Linked DNA regions of Mus musculus: regions 2, 3 and 4 are each linked to region 1. Evidence: chromatin contacts called from public promoter capture Hi-C and targeted proximity ligation data. All regions are on one chromosome and are shown on one strand. The core of a region is the stretch at or near the end of the contact, and the rest is flanking DNA. Distances in the headings are between cores, read along the strand shown. Region 1 holds the start of Tigd3 (tigger transposable element derived 3). Region 2 holds the start of Tmem151a (transmembrane protein 151A). Region 3 holds the start of Pacs1 (phosphofurin acidic cluster sorting protein 1). Region 4 holds the start of Npas4 (neuronal PAS domain protein 4).

What was found. Promoter capture Hi-C pulls out the DNA fragments that hold promoters and counts their contacts.
Region 2: a targeted proximity ligation map of memory CD8 T cells shows a contact between it and region 1, with 16 read pairs. A contact is called at or near these places in 4 of 39 promoter capture datasets (hippocampal neurons, liver and pre-B cells), 1 of 130 datasets of targeted methods (memory CD8 T cells) and 1 of 9 other capture datasets (liver).
Region 3: a contact with region 1 is called in a targeted proximity ligation map of memory CD8 T cells, with 11 read pairs. A contact is called at or near these places in 2 of 39 promoter capture datasets (neutrophils and pre-B cells), 1 of 130 datasets of targeted methods (memory CD8 T cells) and 1 of 9 other capture datasets (liver).
Region 4: a contact with region 1 is called in a promoter capture Hi-C map of liver, with 2.3 times the contacts expected there. A contact is called at or near these places in 2 of 39 promoter capture datasets (both in liver) and 2 of 9 other capture datasets (adipose tissue and liver).

The regions. Positions count from the first base shown.
Region 1 is chr19:5,892,484-5,897,969 of GRCm38.p6, reverse strand. Tigd3 (tigger transposable element derived 3) reads left to right here and starts at 3,842. Exons shown (of 2, transcript NM_001362045.1): 1 at 3,842-4,000; 2 at 4,853-5,486. The coding sequence starts at 4,870. Dpf2 (D4, zinc and double PHD fingers family 2) reads left to right here. Exons shown (of 11, transcript NM_011262.5): 11 at 1-1,454.
Region 2 is chr19:5,082,922-5,088,720 of GRCm38.p6, reverse strand. Tmem151a (transmembrane protein 151A) reads left to right here and starts at 3,230. Exons shown (of 2, transcript NM_001001885.2): 1 at 3,230-3,423; 2 at 5,620-5,799. The coding sequence starts at 3,349. It overlaps Yif1a (Yip1 interacting factor homolog A (S. cerevisiae)), which reads right to left and starts at 183. Exons shown (of 8, transcript NM_026553.4): 1 at 1-183. The coding sequence starts at 3.
Region 3 is chr19:5,269,642-5,274,634 of GRCm38.p6, reverse strand. Pacs1 (phosphofurin acidic cluster sorting protein 1) reads left to right here and starts at 1,516. Exons shown (of 24, transcript NM_153129.3): 1 at 1,516-2,096. The coding sequence starts at 1,747. Sf3b2 (splicing factor 3b, subunit 2) reads left to right here. Exons shown (of 21, transcript NM_030109.2): 21 at 108-714. The coding sequence ends at 179.
Region 4 is chr19:4,986,649-4,991,711 of GRCm38.p6, reverse strand. Npas4 (neuronal PAS domain protein 4) reads left to right here and starts at 1,741. Exons shown (of 8, transcript NM_153553.5): 1 at 1,741-2,070; 2 at 2,825-2,976; 3 at 3,151-3,253; 4 at 3,364-3,637; 5 at 3,825-3,934; 6 at 4,262-4,397; 7 at 4,528-5,063. The coding sequence starts at 1,896.

The sequences.
Region 1 (5,486 bases), core at 2,593-5,092:
GACGAGCAGCTTCAAACCTGTCCTCCCTGTGCTTGGTGGCTTGCTCACAGGTGCGCTCTGGCTACCCAGACATTTCCTATCCTCAGAACTTCCCATCTTCTGCCCCCATCCTTAGTCCCTTTGCTTTTGTAGGGAGAGGGATAGTGTCAGGGGCTGGGCCAGCAGCTTGGGGGCCACAGGGAGAAGTTGGATAATGTGCCTGTTTTTTAACTCGATAAAAAAGCCTACCTCCAAAATTCCCTTTTTGTTCTTCCTGAACCTGGGCATTCAGCCTCCTGTCCTTAACTAAATTAGGAGCCTCTGCCTCCTGCCTGTGTATCCTGGCTCCCAGGACACAGGATGGTCCCCTTTCCTTGCACGCTAGCTAGTAGCTGGTAAGGTCTTCACACCCTGAGTTTTCTGTTTCCTGCTTAGTGGCACTGACATTAAGTAGGAGGGGACAGTCCTCTGCAGTACTCTAGAGAGTGGGCTTCCCCCTTGGCTGTGGGCAGGCCCTAACTGTTTTCTGCAAAGTTGAGGGCCCCCCCTCGCATATTTAGTTCCTGTATTCAAAACATTAGTAAAAATAAACATTTTTACAGAGTCTTCTGCTGGACAGTTTGTCTCTTGACTCCTTGTTGAAAGGTTGTTTCATTTCAAACTTACGACAATAGGGTTTTTTGTTGGTGGTGGTTGGTTGTTTTAAATTGAAACAACTTTTTCTCCCAAAATCAAAGTTTTTGTTAAACTCCACCATGTAAAATTATTTTGTTAGTTTTGTTATGTAAATTCAGATTTATAACAATTTAGTGGTATAAAGGATGAAGCTAATTAATACAAAAATTGGGTTAAAATCAACTTTAGCATTTTCTCTGTATCTGTGCTTTTGGCTGGTTGGAAAGACTTTACTCGGTGTGAATATGTAGGCGGAGGTGCGGCAGATCTATGGCACTGCAGTGTCTCCTGGTTAAAGTGAACCCAGAAGCTTGTTTGTGCTTTAAACTCCAAGGAGTTATGAGTTAAGCCTGGAGAGAGAGCGCAGCAGAGGAGAGGATGCTCGTTGTTCTTGCAGAGGGCCAAGTTTGGTTCCCAGCACTCAAATCCGGTGGCTCACAACCACCTGTAGCTCCAGCTCCAGGAGCTGGGGAGGTCAACTGTGCTCCTGCAAACACCCACCTGCCCACTCATCTTCATCCATCTACAAACCTACCAGTGTCATCGTAGAACAAAAGAAGCCGAGAGGAGAGTAACCTCAGATCCTGTCATCTGATGAACCTTTTCATTGCCTGTCGGATTGCTAAGCCAAAGCAGAGTTGCAAAGCCAGAATTGTCCACAGTGCAGGGTGTCATGTGCAGACCGTGAGTGAGTTTATATCCAGCCAGATTAGTACTTGGATGTTATATAGTGGATCTTGTATAGCTCACTTGGTATGTATTAACATTTTAACTTTTTTCTTTTAAAGATTTATTTATTTTATGTATGAGTGCTCTGTCTGCATGTACACCTGCATGCCAGAAGATGGCATTAGATTACATCTATGGATGGTTGTGAACCAGTATGGTTGCTAGGACCTCTGGAAGAGCACCCAGTGCTCTTTACCTCTAAGCCATCTCTCCAGCCCAAATATTAACATCTTAAAAACATGAGCTTGGCCATGGAGGCACAGGCCTTTAGACCTAGCACTCAGGAGTCAAGGCTAGGCTGGTGTACAGAGCAAGTTCCAGGACAGCCAGGCTAAATATGGAGACTTTTTTTTTTTTAGATCTGTTTGTTTGTTTGTTTGTTTGTTTGTTTCGAGACAGGGTTTCTCTGTTGTAGCCCTGGCTCTCCTGGAACTCACTCTGTAGACCAAGCTGGCCTCAAACTCAGAAATCCTCCTGCCTCTGCCTCCCAAGTGCTGGGATTAAAGGTGTGGGCCACCACGCCCGGTTATTTTTAAAATTTTATTTATATGAGTAAACAGTAGCTGTCTTCAGACATACCAGAAGAGGGCATTGGGTTCCATTTCAGATGTTTGTAGGCCACCATGTGGTTGCTGGGAATTGAACTCAGAACCTCTGGAAGAGCAGTCAGTGTTCTTAACTGCTGAGCCATAGCTCCAGCCTCAGAAAACCCTGTTTTAAGAAAAAGTATTTGAGTATATGCATGTTAGTGCAGAGGCAGGATGAGAGGGTATCAGATCCCCTAGAGCTGAAATTACAAGCAGTTTTGAGTCACTGAACATTGGTCTTTGTGGGTTTTGTTTTGTTTTGAAGAAATATTTTGCCTGCATATAAGTCTGTGTACCAAGTATCCAAGATAGCCTGGAGCTGGAGTTAAAGGTGGTTTTGAGGGGCTGGGAATACAATCCAAGACCTTTAGAAGAGCAGACAGTGCTCTTCACCATCTCTTCAGCTCCTGAACTCTGGTCTCCTGTTTAAACTGCTAAACTATGTCACCAGCCCCACTTTGAGATTCTAAACAACTGGGAGATGGCTCAGCTAGTTAAAGCACTTTTCCCTTCTCTTCTCTTCTCTTCTCTTCTCTTCTCTTCTCTTCTCTTCTCTTCTCTCTTTTTTCCCCATTCATTTATTTATTGGCATCGTACCCCTGTCCAAGACAAGCACTTTGACTGTGAACCTGACCACCTGAATTTTGTCCCTGCATCCCAGATAAGGAGCTGGATGATGTGTGTTATTCCAGCACTCTTTTTTTTAAATTTATTTATTATATGTAAGTACACTGCAGCTATCTTCAGACACACCAGTCAGATCTCCTTAAGGATGGTTGTGAGCCACCATGTGGTTGCTGGGACTTGTACTCAGGACCTTCAGAAGAGCAGTCGGGTGCTCTTACCCGCTGAGCCATCTCACCAGCCCTTATTCCAGCACTCTTAGAGGGACATGGAAGTCAGAGACAGAATCTGCAGGAAGCTTAACATCCAACTGGGAGTATGCTACACAGCAAAGCCCTGCCTCAACAAGGAAGGGAACCCCTCCCAAACCTCTCTAGCTAAATACTTATATATCGACTGAAGTGTGCTCAGATTTTCCTAGAGCACCCTGAGGTCACTGTTGCCAGAGAAAGCTGAGCCCTGGCCTGCTACTGCACAGAGTTGTCTGGACTATGCACTGCCTGTTCTGCTATGTAGGCCAGGAGTACAGGGAGTCAGGCACTAATCCTTAGCAACTGAGTAGTCTTGAGGGCCAAAAAAGAAATGTGCAGATGAGACCACTAAAATAGATTTAAGAGAAAATATTTGGTTCGCAGGAGACGACACTTGGAGAGACTGACAGCATCCAGTGGTAAATGGATAGGCTCAAAACCTATGAAAAAGTGGGGTCCTGGCTGTTTAGGGGCAGGGAGGGCTAAGTTATCTACACCTAGTTACAAAGGAGGGAAGTGACTAACAGGAATTTAGATCTTGCCGTGACCCACCAAAACTGGTTAAAAAAAAAAATGTCCTTTCTTGCCACCGGTGTATTTTGTAGGCCGTTGGCAAGACCAGAGGCCAGCGCTGTCCATGGTAACTCTTTTGTGACTAAAAGCTTACATTCATTCATTTTCTCCTTTCATCTTGTTTCCAAAACAAATCCTGGAGGGCCGGTATCCCAGTTAGGTACCACGTAGGGATGGGGTCGAAATCACCTGGGTGGCTGTCAAGGCACGCCGGCTGGTCGACAAGTGATAGGCACTAAGGCCGGTTCTTCCCGCCAGACCCCTCCACTCAGGAAGCTCCTCCTCCGGAGGGCTGACAAACCGCCACTTCCACAGCATCCAATCAGATGTAACTGGAGGCGGGACAAGTTGCCGCTGATGGCTAATCAGTTTGTTAGGGCGGGGCTGCGGAGGGGCCGCGACGAGGTTTTCCCAGCCTTGAGAGACCCGGGTGAGGGCTGTGCGCGCTCTGCGCGCGCCCGCTCCAGAGCAGCCTCTCGGCGCGCTCTGTCCTCGGGTCGCGGCGCCCGTCACTCTCTGGTTCTGCTGAGGCCCAGGAACCTGGCTGGGGCAGGGACTGGAGGCGCGGGACGGCGCCTGGAGGTGGGTGCGGAGCGGGAGGCCCTGTAGCCGGGTGGGCGGGCGGGCTGGGGTCGACGCCTGTGTCCGTCCAGCCGACTGACGAGGGGTCAACTCAGCGAACCAGGGCGCAGAGCCCAGCGCTCGAGCCGCCTGCTTCCTGGCCGGTGCTCCCTTCTCTCTGATATCACTCCAGGCTATCACTGGGCAGAGGACACTTCTTCCCTTTTGCCCTCATCCTCCTCACCCTGTCTCCCTTTGTCGTCTTGGCATCTTCACTCTCCTGGTTGAACCGTTGGGTAGCTTTACCACCCCGCCTTGCCAGCGCCGAATTGTACTAGCGCCTTCAGACACCATCCATCTGGCTTTGTCATCTGTACCATCTCACCTGTTCATCTCGACTCTGTCCGTTCAGTCTACCACCTGCCTTCAGCCATCAAAATTCAACCTAGGTCCTCCTCCTCCTCATCTCCTCTCAGGGGACTCCTCCCTGGCACCCTGAATGTCCCCTACACCTGCCCCGCTCAGCCTCAGCCCCAGGCCTCTCCTTGTTTTTGCTCCTTTGTTGTCCCTGCAGCTGTCTCCTGGTTGTCTTTACAGCTGTGCTTTAGCCTCTATTCATCCTTCCACCCCATCAATACCAAACCCCAGCCCAGAATTCTCTCCACTTCGGACCAGAAACACTCGACTCTGCCAGCTCTCTTCTGGGTCTAGCCCTCTCCTCCCACAGCCTGGCCATCTCATGTCTCTTTCAGCTGGCCTGGTCTCCTCCAGCTTTCTGCATTCCAGAGAATTGCTCTGGCTTCAGGGGTCCCGACCTCTTCTGTTCTTCTTGCTCTCAGCCATTGGCACGCTCTCCTACTTTTCTTCCCCCAGCAGCTTCCCAGGGAGTCATGGAGCTGAACACCAAGAAGAAGCTTCACGCCCTGTCCCTGGCTGAGAAGATCCAGGTGCTGGAACTCTTGGATGAGTCTAAGATGTCCCAGTCAGAGGTGGCCCGGCGCTTCCAGGTCTCACAGCCCCAGATCTCACGGATCTGCAAGAATAAGGAGAAGCTGTTGGCAGACTGGTGCAGTGGCACAGCCAACCACGAGCGGAAGCGGAAGCGTGAATCCAAATACAGTGGGATCGATGAGGCTCTACTGTGCTGGTACCACATTGCCCGAGCCAAGGCCTGGGATGTAACGGGGCCCATGTTGCTCCACAAGGCCAAGGAACTGGCCGATATCATGGGCCAGGATTTCGTGCCTAGCATTGGCTGGCTGGTCCGCTGGAAACGTCGAAACAATGTGGGCTTTGGGACTCGCCAGGTCCTTGTCCCTCTGTTCCCTCCTGAAGCTCCTCCTGCAGTTCTCCCATCTCAGGCCCAGCCACCTCTTTCTCTTAAAGACTTCTCACCAGAAGATGTTTTTGGCTGTGCTGAAGTACCCTTGTTGTATCGCGCGGTGCCTGGCAGAGTGTTTGAATGTGATCGGTTGCAAGTACTGTTATGTGCCAACAGCAGAGGCAC
Region 2 (5,799 bases), core at 1,981-4,480, 810 kb after region 1:
CATGGCCGTGACGTTCGCTCTACCCAAGGGTCGTGGGTACTTCGCTGAGTCGTGGGTACGAACACTACTGAAACAGCTACTTCTCTTGCCTGGTCCTGACCGAAGTTACCCGACGGCCCGACACGTCCCAGGGCTGTCCGATCGCGGCCGCCATGTCCTTGGCGTCACACTTCGCTGTCTACCATTGGCTCGTCGGAAGAGCTGGTTCTCCCCCTTTACACTTTCAATTGGCTACTGGTGAGCTCTCTTCCAATCGGGTTTTGTCATATTCAACTTCCGACAGATAGGGGGCGGAGCTACTCAAGATGTTCTCGGATTGACTAGTAGGCTGGCTAATTTGCGGCGCTACCAGCCAATAGGTGAGAAGGAGTTGTAACTTAGTTCCGCGTCTGCGCCAAGAGGCGCTTGACGCTCCTTGCCACGACTACGCCAATAGGAAGATTAAAGTCCTGACCGACCCAACTAGTCAGGGCACAAAGCTGGCTCCGCCGCAATGCAGTCCAAGAGGAATGCGGCGGTCGGTCAAGCTCTGACTGATCCCTGCCCCTACTCTGTGCTCTTTCCTCCAATTCACTCCATCCTGTTTTGGAGCTCCGGCCTGCTAGAAATTGTTGTTGTTGCCCGCACCGGGAGAGTGACAGCGCGGCCCTGAGCCCTGGAACGCTGACTCCTCCTCCGCCCTCCCACTCCTTTCAGAACTGGTGCTGTCCGTCGGCTGGTGCTGAAAATGCCCTGTAGAGTCCGCCGCTGGGCTCATCCCCGAGGGCCTCTGCTGGGAGGGTTTGGAATCGCGCTCAATACGTTATGCACACACGCACTCACACGCACACACGCGCTCACGCATGGGGCAGGAGACAGAAACTGAGACCACCCAGAAGATACGAAGTCCTGGTGGTATACATGGGACAGGAATCTGTACTGGGCCTTGTTCCATCGCTTTCTCCAGTGGTCCGGGAGATTTGGGAGGCAGAGGTGTAGTGACCTGTCTCCTGAAGGTCTCCTGAGTCATCACCAGTCCTGTGATCTCCAAGTGAGGCCCGTAAGCTTCACTCCTAGTCTCCTAGGCTCTTTTCTTCCCACCCAGGCTGTAACCACTCCCATCGTCGCTGGAGACAATCCCTCCAAGGGTCCCTCTCTCACAGACTGTCAGGTACTATTCTCTAGATAGCATGACACACCCTCGGATACTTACAGCTGACTAACTACTCAGCGTTTAGTTGCATAAGGTCAGACTTTTCTGATCCCCAAACTCAGCCCATGCTGTCCAACAGCTGCTTTTGCTCCTCCGCCTGGGATGCGGGAGATATGCCTTTCCCTTTTTATCCATTTGTCCAAATCCTTTAAGAGTCATGTTAGCTTGCTTGTGAGATGGCTCAGCAGACTGCCAAGCCTGAGAACCTAAATTCAATTCCCAGACGGTGGAAGAAGAGAGCCAACTCCGAAAAATCTTCCTCCGATTTGTACACTCGAGCTATGTTAAAGTGCACCTCTTTGCACCATCCCGCCCAGAGAGAGATACACAGAACAAATACATTTAACATGTAATTAATTTTGGGGGGGGGGGGAGATCGGGACTGGAGAGATGGCTCAGTGGTTAAGAGCATTGGCTGACTGCTCTCCGAAGGTCCCAGCAACCACACAATGGCTCACAACTATCTATACAGCTATTGTGTATTGTATATATAAAATAAATAAATAAATCTTGCCAGTTGTGGATGCGTACGCCGGTAGGATTTGGTGAAGGAGGCAGAGGCAGGAGGATCACGAGTTCAAGGCCAGCCTACAAAATCACGAGTTCGAGGTCTACAAAATAGTTCCAGGACAACCAGGGCTATACAGAGAAACCCTGTCTCAGAAAAAAAAAAAAAAAAAAACAACCAACCAAACAAACAAACAATCAAAAAAACCCAGAGGTCCTGACTTCAATTCCCAGAAACCACATGGTGGCTCACAACCATCTGTAATGGGATCTGATGCCCTCTTCTGGCATGCAGGTGTACGTGCAGATAGAGCACTCATACATAAAATAAATACACCTTTAAAAAATAAAAATAAAAGGGGGGATCACTTTAGCCCTTACAGAGGGACAAAGGGAACGGAGGCTTGACCATGGCCCAGAGTGATGGCTAGAGTCTGGGTTCTAAACCCCTCTTTAATCAGATTTTCCCTGAATATTTTCCATGAGGACAGGAACTATGTCATTCCTAACACCTATCTATGTCTTCCTAGTGCCCAGGCACACTAACTACATATAGACAATAGCCAGAAAACATTTAGGCCCAATAAGTAAACAAATGGGTGCGGTTGGAGAGATGGTCGCTCTTCCAAAGGACCTGCTTAGATTCCCATTATTCACTCAGCAGCTCACAACCATCTATCATTCCAGTTCCAGGGGATCGAACACCCTCCTCTGCCCTCTGTGGGCACTGCTTGTATGTGGTGTACAGACAAACATACAGGCAAAACACATATAAAATAAAATAGTAATTTTAAAAGTAAACACAAAATAAGCAAAGATGGAGGACAGTGAAATATACTTTTAGTCCCAGCTCAGGAGGCAGAGGTAGGTGAATCTCTGAATTTGAGGCCTCTGAAATGTGAGAAACCAGCCCCGTGAGCTATACACACCTGAGAAAAGGGTGTCCCATGCAGGGCAAACCTATCACACACACACCCCGCCCCCGCCTGGCCTAAACATGCTAGTGACTTTAATCCAACATATTATCATTCCCATTTCTCAGATAGAAAGGCTGAGTTTATGGCTTGAACATGCTGGTCAAAAGTCGCGCAGCCTAGAGTTCCTGGTGCCCTGGCTCCAGCCCACCAGCCTGTAATCCAGCAGATGAGACTGTCTTTCCCTTCTGGGTATTAACTGTCAACAAGCAAAGCTTATGGGGTGAAGTCTGGGTGGGCTTAGTGCTGGGCCTATTCCCTAGAGAGGAACCTGCGGACGTCCACCCACCATGGCCGTCTTCATTACTCAGTTGGGGAGACTCGGGTGCCGCAGAGCAAGGACTCGCCCAAGGTCGCAAGCGCGAGCGCGGCTAGAGAAACCAGGCGTCCGGCGGTCCAGACTGGGCTTCCCACAGGCGAGGGGGTGGAGATGGGGTGTGCCCGCGGTGCCAGGCGCGGCCAGCGGCGCCACCGGTGCTGCGGGGGCGGGGTCAGCGGAGGGCGGGGCGCCGGGCACCGCGGCCGCCAACGCCGCCGCGCTCGGGCTGGGCTCCGCGCACTCTTCAGCGGCCGCCGAGCCGAGCGGACGCCCCTCGGGGCCGCACCGCAGCCCCCCCGCACCCCTGCTTATCATGCCCCGAGCCAGGGCCTGGCAGCCGAAGCAGCCAGGACACCATGCCGGAGGGCGAAGGTGGAGACTGCGGGGAGGTGCCCGCGCTCGTTCCGGACGGCGAGCCGCTGCGAGAGGAGGTACCGGGGGCGAGTAGTGGGAAAGAAGCCAGGGCTGTAGAGAGGTGAAGGGGACAAGTAGAGGGGCGATCCCCGGAGAGGGATTGAGGAGGAAAGTCCCGGAGCCCCTCCAGCAATGACGTCATTGGGGAGACAGCGTTCTGGTAGGGGTCGAGGCTTCGGGATCCACGTAGGTCAAGGCAGGAATAGATGGCAGGAATGTAGGGGAGACCCTGACCCTCGACGCCCCCTCAACCATCTTCTCCTGTCCTGTGACGTCAGCCCCTGTGGCCCCCACACGTCCCTGTTCCATAGCGCAGCCGGGGATGCTGTCCGTGACTGCTTGGGCCATGGGGTCAGGCCCCCAGTCCAGCCCAGTTGCTCACGAGGTGTCGGGCGGTGCCTGCAATGCAGTAGCGGTGGCAGGGACTGGAGGTGGGGGAGGGAAAAACGGAAGAGAAAGGAGCGGAGCCTGCTGATACCTTTCTCTCCCCCACCCCCAGGTGAGGACTGAGGGCCCACTCCAGTGGCTGAGATCCCCAGACCCCCTCCCCAGCTCTAGCTAGGAGGATGTGCCAAGTGTAAGATGATAGGTGTGGAAAACAGGGTGGTGTGTGGTCTGCATGTGTGAGCGGATATAAATGCATTTTGTGGTGTGTGTGTGTGTGTGTGTGTGTGTGTGTGTGAAAGAATTCTGGTGATGTGTTCCCTGTGTCTTCAGTAGAAACATATATACCCTGTAGTCAGGTGAGCCTCTGGTGGGTCCCTTGCCTTGGGTCTTCACCCAAGAGTGTGGGTGTGTATGATTTCATGCTGTGCCTCTCTAGTGTGTTGCTAAGTATGGACTGTGGGTGTCAGGTTGCTATAGGGTGGGGTAGGCATGCACTGTGGTCAGGTGAGGGTCTTACATGTCTAGGTGCCAGAGTGTAACATGTATGTGCATATGCCCTGTGCTGATGTGGTCTTGAGTGTGTGGGTGTACCTTGCTACAGCCCTGATGTTTGTTCTCTGAAAATAAGTGAGGTTCTGTTGTTTCTTAATGAGCGATGGTGTTCCTTTGTGGTAGGTGGGTCTATGATGAGCCTGTGTTGGAGGTGTGGATGGGTGGGTGTGTGCCCCTGGCTGGCACAGGTCTAAGTGGCAGAATGCACCTGTAAATTTCATGCACCATGGGACCAGGCTGCTCTGGATGGGTCTGGGGGCCAGTCTCCTCTCCTTTTGGGCCTCTCGAGGTATGGTAGGACTGAGTAGGTGACATTACCCAGACTCCCACTCTATACCCTCCACCTTTTCTCTCCAGTTCCCTTTCCCCTTCCCATTTCCTTCTCTTCTATTGACACCAGAGCTGAGGTAGCCAGGCTGGCAGTTCTACCATGGAGAATATGCCAAGATCTTTGGGTCAAAAAGTACTTTGTGCTGCCCAGCAACTTGTGTCCCACCCCTTCCCTCAGCAGATTAGGGATGGAGGGTGGCCCTCTATCTGCTCCTAGGCCTGAGACTTACACCTCTCCCATTCCTCATCTCCCCCACCCCCACCCCGACTTAACAGCCTCTTCCGAGTCTCCTGCCATCCCTTGTGGAACAGGGGACCAGTGGGAGCCACAGGGTAGCAGCAAAAGTGTTTATTCCCAGGGCCAGACCCTGTGCTAACAAATTCCCACATGTGATCTCTCTGAATCCTCAACAGCCAGGTGTGCAGATGAGAAAACAGGGTTGGAGTAGGTGAGGGGTCCGCCCAAATCACACTGAGAAGAAGGTGTAGAGCTGGGGCTCCTTAGCCTGCACACACACACACACACACACACACACACACACACACACACCACTTCTTACCACATCAGCCTCCTAGATCACCATAACCAAAATCCAGAGGCAGAGAGAGTAAAAATGTAGCCAAATGCACACAGAGGATTAGAGACAGAACAGCAACTGCCAGAAATCAGATTTCTAGGTAGTCATTGGGGGAGGGGGGGCGGGGTCATTTCTTCTCTGTTGGGATCTTATTCGGGTAGGGGGCTGCTAACAGCAGGGCACGGGGCACAGGAGGAGGCAAGCTCATAACAGATAAACAAGGTTTGCTACTGTGAGACTTGCTGCAAAAAAAAAACGCTCAATCAATAGAAGCCTCAGTTTCTTCTTCTGTAAAGTGGGTCCACCTCCTTCCTACTAGTGGTTCCCCACTGACATCTTCCTCTCCTTTCTCTGCCCACCCCGCAGCAGCGGCCCCTGAAGCAGTCCCTGGGAGGCTCTCTGTGTCGAGAGTCTCACTGGAAGTGCCTGCTCCTTACACTGCTCATCCATGCCTGTGGGGCTGTGGTGGCCTGGTGTCGCTTAGCCACTGTGCCCCGCCTGGTCCTGGGGCCTGAGGCAGCCTTGGCTCGTGGGGCTGGCGGTCCA
Region 3 (4,993 bases), core at 267-2,766, 620 kb after region 1:
AGAGTGTGGTTTCAGTGCTTTTTACCTTAATTTTATGTCTGGGTCAGGCTGCCTCCTGTCTGGGGTTGTCTAACCTATTGTAACTTCTCTCTCTCTCTCTCCTACAGCAAAAGAAACGGAAAGCTCAGCCCCAGGACAGCCGTGGGGGCAGCAAGAAATACAAGGAGTTCAAATTTTAGGTCCTGCTCGCATAGCTGGCCTGCCTTTAGGCTCTTTGTATGTCTGGGCTTTCTCTGTGGCTCCCTAAAGCTAGATCTGGACTCCCTAGGCTCGTCACTTCCTGTTCTTATTTTAGACTTGTTTTGTAAATAAAGCTGTTTCCCAAGGAAGGATGAATACAGGCGCTCTTGAACCTCTCTCTCTTTTAGCTTCTGCAAAAGCATCTACTTCTTGCCTGTAATCACAGATGGCCCATAGGACTATGGGACTGTAGTTCTGAACTGAACTTGTGGGTAGTTCACTATCCCTACCCCTCCTGTGTGTGAAGGCTCTGCTGAAGGTACCTTTGGGTCTGGTCTGACCTTACTGCTTTGTCCGTGGGGAATAAAAATAGCCAGCTTAGCACCGTGGCTAGGCTGGGAAGTAACTGTAGGCTAGGGAAGTAGGCCAGGTCAGGCCTTCCTCATTGACCTTGTGGCAGAAAGGCCGATTTCTTACCTATTGGAGAACATCTGTCTCTAAATAAAATCTCAATTGTTCCAGAGTACTGGCTAACTACTTGGATTTACTAGTGTGTGTGTGTGTTGGTGGGTGGGTGGGTTTGAAGGGCTTGTTTTGTCTTCGTCACTGAGTTCTGAGAAGTTTTTTGAAAAACTAGACTAGGTTGGAGCACAGGATTCCATAACATTTGCTCAAGTACTGGGGAGAAGGTGTGGGTGTAGGAGAGTGCAAGAGCTCTAGGTAGGGTGGGGGTGTGTGGGGATGGCAGCTGATCAGGCCTTGAGAGAAATAGAATTCTAGAAATTGAGAAAGCACCGAGGCACTCTGGGACTTTTGTAAAGAAGGCTGTGTCGGGGGCGCTGTACCAAGAAAGGCTGTTGGACCTAGACAACCTTAGCTCAACTGGCTCCTGCCCACAGTCAAGCTGGAACTTAAGCTCCTTAGGTGGTGGCCGGCCCCTGGATCTCTACCTACTGCTTCTTTTGCAGAAGTGGGCGAAATAACCACAGAAGGGGTCGCCACAGCGGGCTATCCGATTTCCATGCAACGCGTGACCAGAACTACGTGTACTGCAGATCCCAGGGGCTGAGCGCGCTCTCGTACAGTCTTCTCCGGTCCGGGACCGCGCCCCGGAAAACCCGGGTTTCCGCTGGCGGGGTAGCAGCCGCCCGAGGAGGGCGGAGGGAGGAGGGGCGCGGAGCCTGCACGCCGAGGCCTGCTAGGGACTCCAGGGCCGCGCCGCGAGAGCGCGCGGGCTGTAGCCCCTTCCCGGGGGCCGCGGGGCCGAGCGCGAGTCTGGCCCCGCCCCTCGGCGCCGGTCTGGGTGGGGCCGCGGCTCCCCGCCCCTTTCGGACACGCCCACCCAGTGTCTGGGCCTCGCGGGCCGCAACAGGCGGCGGCGGGCGAGCGCGAGGACCGCGCGCAGCGAAAGCCCGCGCGTGCGTGCAGATTCGCTGGTGGCTCGCGCTCCGCCGGGCGTTCTGAGGAGACGCGCTGAGCCGCTGCCGCCGCGGGGGGAAGCCTGAGAGTCGCTCGCGTGCCCTCAGTCTGCGTAAGCCCCGCGCCCCTTCCTCCCCTGGCCAGGCCATGGCGGAACGCGGAGGGGCGGGCGGTGGTCCCGGAGGCTCCGGGGGCGGCAGCAGTCAGCGGGGCTCTGGGGTCGCCCAGTCCCCGCAGCAGCAGCCGCAGCAGCAGCCGCCGCAGCCTCAACAGCCGACGCCCCCCAAGCTGGCCCAGGCCACCTCGTCCTCCTCGTCCACCTCGGCTGCGGCCGCCTCCTCCTCGTCCTCCTCCACCTCCACCTCCATGGCCGTCGCGGTGGCCTCGGGCTCTGCGCCTCCGGGCGGTCCAGGACCAGGCCGCACCCCCGCCCCAGTGCAGATGAATTTGTATGCTACCTGGGAGGTGGACCGGAGCTCATCCAGCTGCGTGCCCAGGTGAGCAACGGGCGGCTGGGAAAAGGTGTTGGCCTAGGGGACCGCCAGGCTGGCTCTGTGACAGGCCCCGCCTCCCCATCTCTCCGGGGCGAGTGGAGGGTACGTCCTCCACTCCTAGCTCATCTTGGCTTTGGGGGGTGGGGGCTGTCTTCTCCTGGGCCTTCCAAGACTGTTGTGTGGGCCTGCCCTCTCCAGCAGTCCCACCTTCCGCCTTGGCTCGAACCACCCTCCTGTCCTCCTGGAGCAATGGTGGCCTCGGGGACCCAGCCCAGTGGCCTTCCTTGGCTGGGTCTGACCGAATCTGGCCTTCCTTACGGTCAGTAAGTCACTCTTCTTCCTGCCTCACTGGCGCCCGTGGGCTGTACATATGTTAATGTTACACAGATGTGGTAAAGATGGCTTTGATATAGTTCTTTCCCAACGTACTTAGCATGTGCCAAATTCATTTGTCACCTGTTGCAGGTAAAGCTGGTTAACACTTGGGGGTTCAGTACATACATTCATATGTTCTTCATGCTACACACATTCTCTGGGTACTCTGTGCTCTTAGTTTGGACATCAGTTGAATGTGTTCTTAAATGCAAGTTTTCATTTCCTCCTCCACTAGATACTGGTCACAGAGTCTCCAGGTTCCTATGAGCTCTGTAAAATGACTGCCTTGTTCCTAAATTCAACCCATTTTTCTGTCCATTGGAACTATCTGAAAACTTGCATCAAAAAATTATGCTTGTTTCTCTATGGCAAAGCAGTTGTTGTATATACTTCTTTGGGGACAGTGTGTTGGATTGACCCTATGCTAAGACAGCCTGCAGGGTTGGTTTTGCCCAGTAAGCACAAAGAAATGCCTGGAGGTGTTCATTTTGTGCTTCTAAACCGAGTTGATTCTCAGGTTCTGTTCTTTCTTACCCTGTGAGTCCAGCAGAGCAGGTGGATGTGCCTGTAAGCCAGAGATTGGGTGCCCTGTGGGGTTCCACCCTCAACTCAACTCTGCTGGTGTTTCTTTCTCTCCCTTTATTTTGAACAACATCACACCACAACATTGTACCAATATATAGGGCATGAAAAATGATGACACAAGCACATCTTTCTTATGTCATTTATTGAAAAATATAGAACATTACCCCACCTGTCAAACTCTCCAGGTTCCTTGCTGAATTACATTCTGGCTTCCCCTACACACTTCTGAATTATGCCCCCCCCCCCATTACAGTGTACTACATATAAGTCTGTAAATATATTTTTTAGTTTTGTGTGTTTTTTATTTTTGTTTGTTTGTTTTTGAGACAGGATCTTACTTGCCTTGGCTAGCCTGGAACTCACAGAGATCTGCCTGCCTCCTGCCTTCCCAGTTGCTAGTATTAAAGGTGTGCACCACTACTCTTGGCTTCAACGTTTTTTTGGAGCTTGCAGAAATGTTCTTATATTGTATGTAGCCTGTCACTTTTAACTCAGGCTTATGCAAATCATCAATGTTGTCTAGTAGCTCTAGTTTTTAGTACTTTCTCTAATGTATAGTATTTGGTTATATGAACTAATATATGACTCTGATAAATATTTAGGTTGTTCCCTGTTAACATGGGCAGTTTTGTGTGTGTGTGTGTATGTGTAAGTATGTATGTATATATGTATGTATTTGCTCAGGATTTGTGCTCTTGGGCAGAAGTTTCTTTAGAGTATGTTTGAAGTATATATAAAGTATATGTGTGTGTGTGTTTGAATATATTTATATTTATATGTACATACACACATAAGTATATACGAAGCATATATAAAGGAGTGGAGTTGATACTTGGAGAGTGTGGATTTGAAGCTTCAAGAGATGGTACTAGACTGTTTGCCATTTCTGCCCTCCACGTTTCATCCCTTTGTGCACAGTAGTCCCTGCACTGATTTATAGTGTCCTCTTTGTCCTCCTTTGAGGAAATCAGGAACCACAGTAATTTACTTTGGCCAGAGCCCTAGCATGACACCAAACTCAAATTAGAGCTCACTGTGGAATGGCATGCCTTTTGGTCCTGAGCAGGCCTCTTTTTATTTTTATGTGGGCCTGTCCATTGTTGAAGTATGGTATTCACCTCTTCCTTGCATAAAAGTCCTGTGCTCCACCCTGCATGGGTCTGCTGTTAATAAAACATGTTCTACTTTGGATCGTGGCCTTGTCTAGCTTGTTAGATTGAAAAAGCGTGCATTGATGGGCAGAAGCTGTCATAAAGGGAAACAAATAGAATCACCACTGAGTTTTGATTTGACCGTAAGAACTCTTGGTTACTAAAAAGTCTGCAATAATAAGTTACTAGCTCCAGAAACAGGGTAGGCATTCTATATGTAGATGTGTATGGCTATGTCTTGTTTACTGACCAGTCCTGGCCTGTCTTCTGCCCTTCTATGACTTTGCTTTTAGCCCTTATCCTTGTGCCTCCCAGCACCTTGGGAAACACTTGTGCTTCTTGGAGCATGCTGCTGTGTCTTTAGAAGGAAAACACCTTTTCTGTGGGCAGAAAAGGACATGCTATTGGCCCTTCTAAATAGGAAGTCGTTTGGTTAATTTGTTGTCTCCTTGTACTTGTCCATGTTATTTAAAATATACTACCAGGCCAGGCGTGGTGGCGCACGCCTTTAATCCCAGCACTCGGGAGGCAGGTGGATTTCTGAGTTCCAGGCCAGCCTGGTCTACAAAGTGAGTTTCAGAACAGCCAGGGCTATACAGAGAAACCCTGTCTCGAAAAACAAACAAAACAAAACAAAAACCAAAAACCTACCAACATGAAGCTCTATGTAGAACTGGAACTAACCACCTTCTCTCGTGTAATCCAGTGAGACACAAACCTGTGAGCTAGGCAATGAAGAAATGTGAATCTGAGGACAGATGTGCATGAGAACACTGTGGGGCTGGGCAT
Region 4 (5,063 bases), core at 492-2,991, 900 kb after region 1:
TGAGACAGGGTTTCTCTGTGTAGCCTTGGCTGTCCTGGAACTCACTTTGTAGACCAGGCTGGCCTCGAACTCAGAAATCTGCTTGCCTCTGCCTCCCAAGTGCTGGGATTAAAGGCGTGTGCCACCACGCCCGGCTTCCCTCAACTTTTTAAATGGTCTTGTTTTTCAGGCTCTAAAAGTGCTTTTATATGTTCCTACTCTAAATGAAATTTTGGGCAAAAAGTTTCTCTAGTCCTTTGTGAAATGGTTGTGGGATAAAAAAAGGGCTCCCATACCCTGTGTAGACAGCAATCGCATGTAAGTGACTGAAGAAAGGTGTGTGTGGGGGTGTGTGTCTGGAGGGGTGGGGTGATGCAAAGGCCACACTACAAAGACAAGCCTGACATGACAGGTAGTTAAACCAAAGGTGCAAATTAGAGGGGTGGGGGTGGGGGGCGCCCACAAAGCCGAGATAGACTGTCCAACGCTCAATGAACGAAGGAAAAAAAAAAAAAGAAAGGTGTATGTTGTGCGCTCACTCAGTGACAAGTGCACAGGCAGAACGAGGAGCCCTGGAGCTAAAGATGGAGCAAGAATTGAAGGGAGATGGGGAGGGGACTCTGGCAGAATTAAAGGGTCTTGGGTAGGTGCAGCAGCCACTGAGGGCACAGCAGACCCTGGCTACTTGGCAGCCTCCCCCTCTTCCCGGCTGAAGCAGTGGGGAGAGCTTTCTAGAGCTGTGCGGAGGCCGGTAGGCCCCGCCCGCCGCTGCCGCCGCCGCAGCCGCCGGAGGATTCCTGTCCTAATATGGAGCTGGGATTCCCCCGGCCCCGCCCCCGCCCCCCAGCCCGCCGGAGAGACTGGGGCTCGCAAGAGGGCGGGGGAACAGCTCGTCTTGGGGGCTGACAAGCGGGAGGGGATCGTGGGAGAGGTTCAAACACACATCCAGATCCTCACCAGGCCCTGGGTCTTTGCCTCAGTTTCCCCGACAGGTGGCTAAGATGAACTAATAGAGGAAAAAGGAATCCCTGCAGATCACAGTGGAGATGTTTGTGTTCCTATGGTGCTAAGGAAATATGATCAAGACCGAATTCAAGTGGTCTCTTCTCCACAGGACCACCATTCCACCCTATCCTGGAGATTTAGACCCTCAGGTCAGGGCATGGAGGCGAAGAAGGAATTATTTATTTGAAACTGGCTAAGGGACTTTCAGATTGAATAGACCCCAGAAAAGACCCCCAGTTGTGACCTAGCCCCTCCCCAAAAGCCAAGGAAAGTCCCTCATGTAATTTCGACCCCTGCCTGGCAGATGGCGGCAAATTGGCAGAGGACCAAGCCCCTTCTCATCCTTTGCCTCCTTAGAAAAATCTATGTTGATAGCAGCCTCGCTTTGCCTTCTACAAACTCTCTTGTTAAGGGCTTCAGACCACCCTAATCCATGTACTGTTCCTCCTCCTAATAGAATGTAATGGAAAACCTGGGTCCCTGCACCCCATTCCTGGCTCTGCACAGCTCTTGCCAGCCGGCCCCCTCTGCACCCTCCCTTCTCCCCCTTCCCCCGCCCCCTCCCTCTCCCGTTCGACGTCACGGGATGACGTCGGAAGTCTGGGAGGGAGGAGGAGCACCCCCCCTCCCCAGCCAGTGGCTCCCTCTGCAGCTTGCTTTAGCCCAGCCTCCCGCCTCCCGCTGCCCCCCCCGTCTCTAAAAACGAGCCCCCCACGCCTGTCAGGAGCTATATAAGGCGGATCGAGGCAGGCGAGGGGGGCAGCGCTGCCGAGCGGAGCCCAGGAGTGGAGCGAGAGCGAGCAAGAGCCTGAGCGAAAAGACCGGGAAGCAAGGAAGAGGAAGCCTCCGGTGCATCGGGAAAGGATCGCAGGTGCTCGGGAGCCGGAGCTGGAGCTCCACAGCCGGCAGTCATGTACCGATCCACCAAGGGCGCCTCCAAGGCGCGCCGCGACCAGATCAACGCCGAGATTCGGAACCTCAAGGAGCTGCTGCCGTTGGCTGAAGCGGACAAGGTCCGGCTGTCCTACCTGCACATCATGAGTCTTGCCTGCATCTACACTCGCAAGGGTGTCTTCTTTGCTGGAGGTGAGCAGCTTGGGCTACCGGAGACCAGAGCTGACGGGGACCAGGGATGGAGGAGCTGAGGGAATGTGCTAAAACTGCCGCTTGTCTAGCACAGCGTGCTGGAAGCCTGTGGAGAGAAGGGACTTGAGGGGACCCTGGACTTCCTACTTTTTCTTCTGAGCTCCATCTAGACTAGCCTAAACGATAGTCCTAGCACTGGATTTGTGTGAGATAGAGCGCTAAAACAGAATGGTCCAGGCTCCCATTGCCTCAGAGGCACTCCAGGAATCCGGGGAGGGTACGGAAGGAAGCCTGGCAAGCTACAGGGAAAGCCTGCAAAGGCAAAGTATGAGGAAGAGTAGCTTGTGCTAGAAAATGCTGAGAGGGTCTTTCTATGCGCTCTGGAGCTGTTCGACGTCCTGAAGCCATCACCCTTTCTGGCGCTGCCCGCGGTGCTGAAATGGCCATAGCCCCTTTTCGCAGGAGCTGTCCGCGGTGCTGAATCCCAGTCCTTTCGGGAGAGCTCTGTCCACAGTGCTGACAGCAGAGGGCTGCTGAGGTTCCGGCCAGGCTTGGAAGTCCAGGGGCTCCCTGGCTAGATAGTTTTAGCAACAGGTCTCCTGGCCAAGATCCACAAGCATAGGGTCAACAGGTGTTGGCAGAAATAGGTCTATGGGAATTTCCTGTGTCTTCTCCAAGACTCAAAAGATGTTCTCTTTATTTCTGTGTTGTCCCTGATTCTTATCCTGACTCACCACATCTTCTCACCCTACAGGCACTCCTTTGGCTGGCCCCACCGGGCTTCTCTCTGCTCAAGAGCTTGAAGACATTGTGGCAGCACTACCTGGATTTCTCCTTGTATTCACAGCTGAGGGGAAGTTGCTATACCTGTCGGAGAGTGTGAGCGAGCATCTGGGCCACTCTATGGTGAGTACTAAAAGTCCTTGCATCTCAAGTTGGGGTATATGTGAGATAAAATGAGCCTCTCACTACTGAAAACAGAGTTATTAGAGGCGAGTGTGGGGGAGTCTTCCCTAAGAAAAATCATTGGTTGCAGATAGGCTCTTGCTGCCTTCACTAATGATCACTTCTCCTTTCTAGGTGGACCTGGTTGCCCAGGGCGACAGTATCTACGATATCATTGACCCTGCTGACCATCTCACTGTGCGCCAGCAGCTCACCATGCCCTCTGCTCTGGATGCTGGTAAGAACCTCCTCTCGGTTCTTCAGTTTACTCCTCTGCTGCCCTGCCCTAACTATCTACTCTCCTCCAATGCCCACCCTCTTAGTCAGTTTTTCCTTTTGCTCACCTAGATCGCCTTTTCCGTTGTCGATTCAACACCTCCAAGTCCCTCCGGCGCCAGAGTTCAGGAAACAAACTGGTGCTTATTCGAGGTCGATTCCATGCTCACCCACCTGGGGCCTACTGGGCAGGAAACCCTGTGTTCACCGCTTTCTGCGCCCCACTGGAGCCAAGACCCCGCCCTGGCCCCGGCCCTGGCCCTGGCCCTGGTCCTGCTTCTCTCTTCCTGGCCATGTTCCAGAGCCGGCATGCTAAGGACCTAGCCCTACTGGACGTTTCTGAAAGGTAAGCCCAAAGTGTTCAAACTCCAGTAAGAAGGGAGGCCAGAAAGAAGGGAACTTTAGATTCGTGATCTTAGATTCAGGGCAGGGAGGATGGGGCTTAAGTGGGCAGAGAGCATGGGAGGGAGTGAAGTGCATGCATTTTGAGTAAGGTAAACAGAAAGCTGACCTCATCATTTCCACCTTCCCAGTGTCCTAATCTACCTGGGCTTTGAGCGCAGCGAACTGCTCTGTAAATCATGGTATGGACTGCTACACCCCGAGGACCTGGCCCAAGCTTCTTCTCAACACTACCGCCTGTGTGAGTGTCCTGAGAGGCCGTGCATAACACAGGAAGCTGGGAGAAAGCATGGGAGACAGGCCAGGGACTGGCTGTGGTCCAAACTGATGTTAAGGAGTTTCGGAGGCTACAGAGTGAGCTTGAGGATGAGAAGTCAAGGCAAGAATAGGACAGAGTTAGAAAACACTGTGTGATAAGGTCAAGTGGGGAGCCTAGAGGTACAGGTTAGGGTAGTTAGAAGAGAATATGTCATGGCTCCCTCAATTCAGTGTAGAGGTAAGAAAGGTGGGTGTGTAGGTGGTGTTGATTGATGGACCTTCTAATCCGGTATTCCTTTTTTCTCCCCAGTGGCTGAAAGTGGAGATATTCAGGCTGAAATGGTGGTGAGACTTCAAGCCAAGCATGGAGGCTGGACATGGATTTACTGCATGCTATACTCAGAAGGTCCAGAAGGCCCTTTTACTGCCAATAACTACCCTATCAGGTAAGCTGTAAGATACAAGATGGCGGAGAGGGGAGGGGAGCTGAGGTCAGCATAGAAGAAATGCAACGAAGAAAACTACTCTGGTAATGGACAGCAGACCCTTACAAGCTGCCACCTCTTCCCTTTCCAGTGACACGGAAGCCTGGAGCCTCCGCCAGCAGCTAAACTCTGAAGACACCCAGGCAGCCTATGTCCTAGGAACCCCAGCTGTGCTACCCTCATTCTCTGAGAATGTCTTCTCCCAGGAGCAATGCTCTAATCCACTCTTTACACCATCCCTGGGGACTCCTAGAAGTGCCAGCTTCCCCAGGGCTCCTGAACTAGGTGTGATCTCAACACCAGAAGAGCTTCCCCAACCCTCCAAAGAGCTGGACTTCAGTTACCTGCCATTCCCTGCTAGGCCTGAGCCTTCCCTCCAAGCAGACCTGAGCAAGGATTTGGTGTGTACTCCACCTTACACACCCCACCAGCCAGGAGGCTGTGCCTTCCTCTTCAGCCTCCATGAACCCTTCCAGACTCACTTGCCCCCTCCGTCCAGCTCTCTCCAAGAACAGCTGACACCAAGTACAGTGACTTTCTCTGAACAGTTGACACCCAGCAGTGCTACCTTCCCAGACCCACTAACCAGTTCACTACAAGGACAGTTGACAGAAAGCTCAGCCAGAA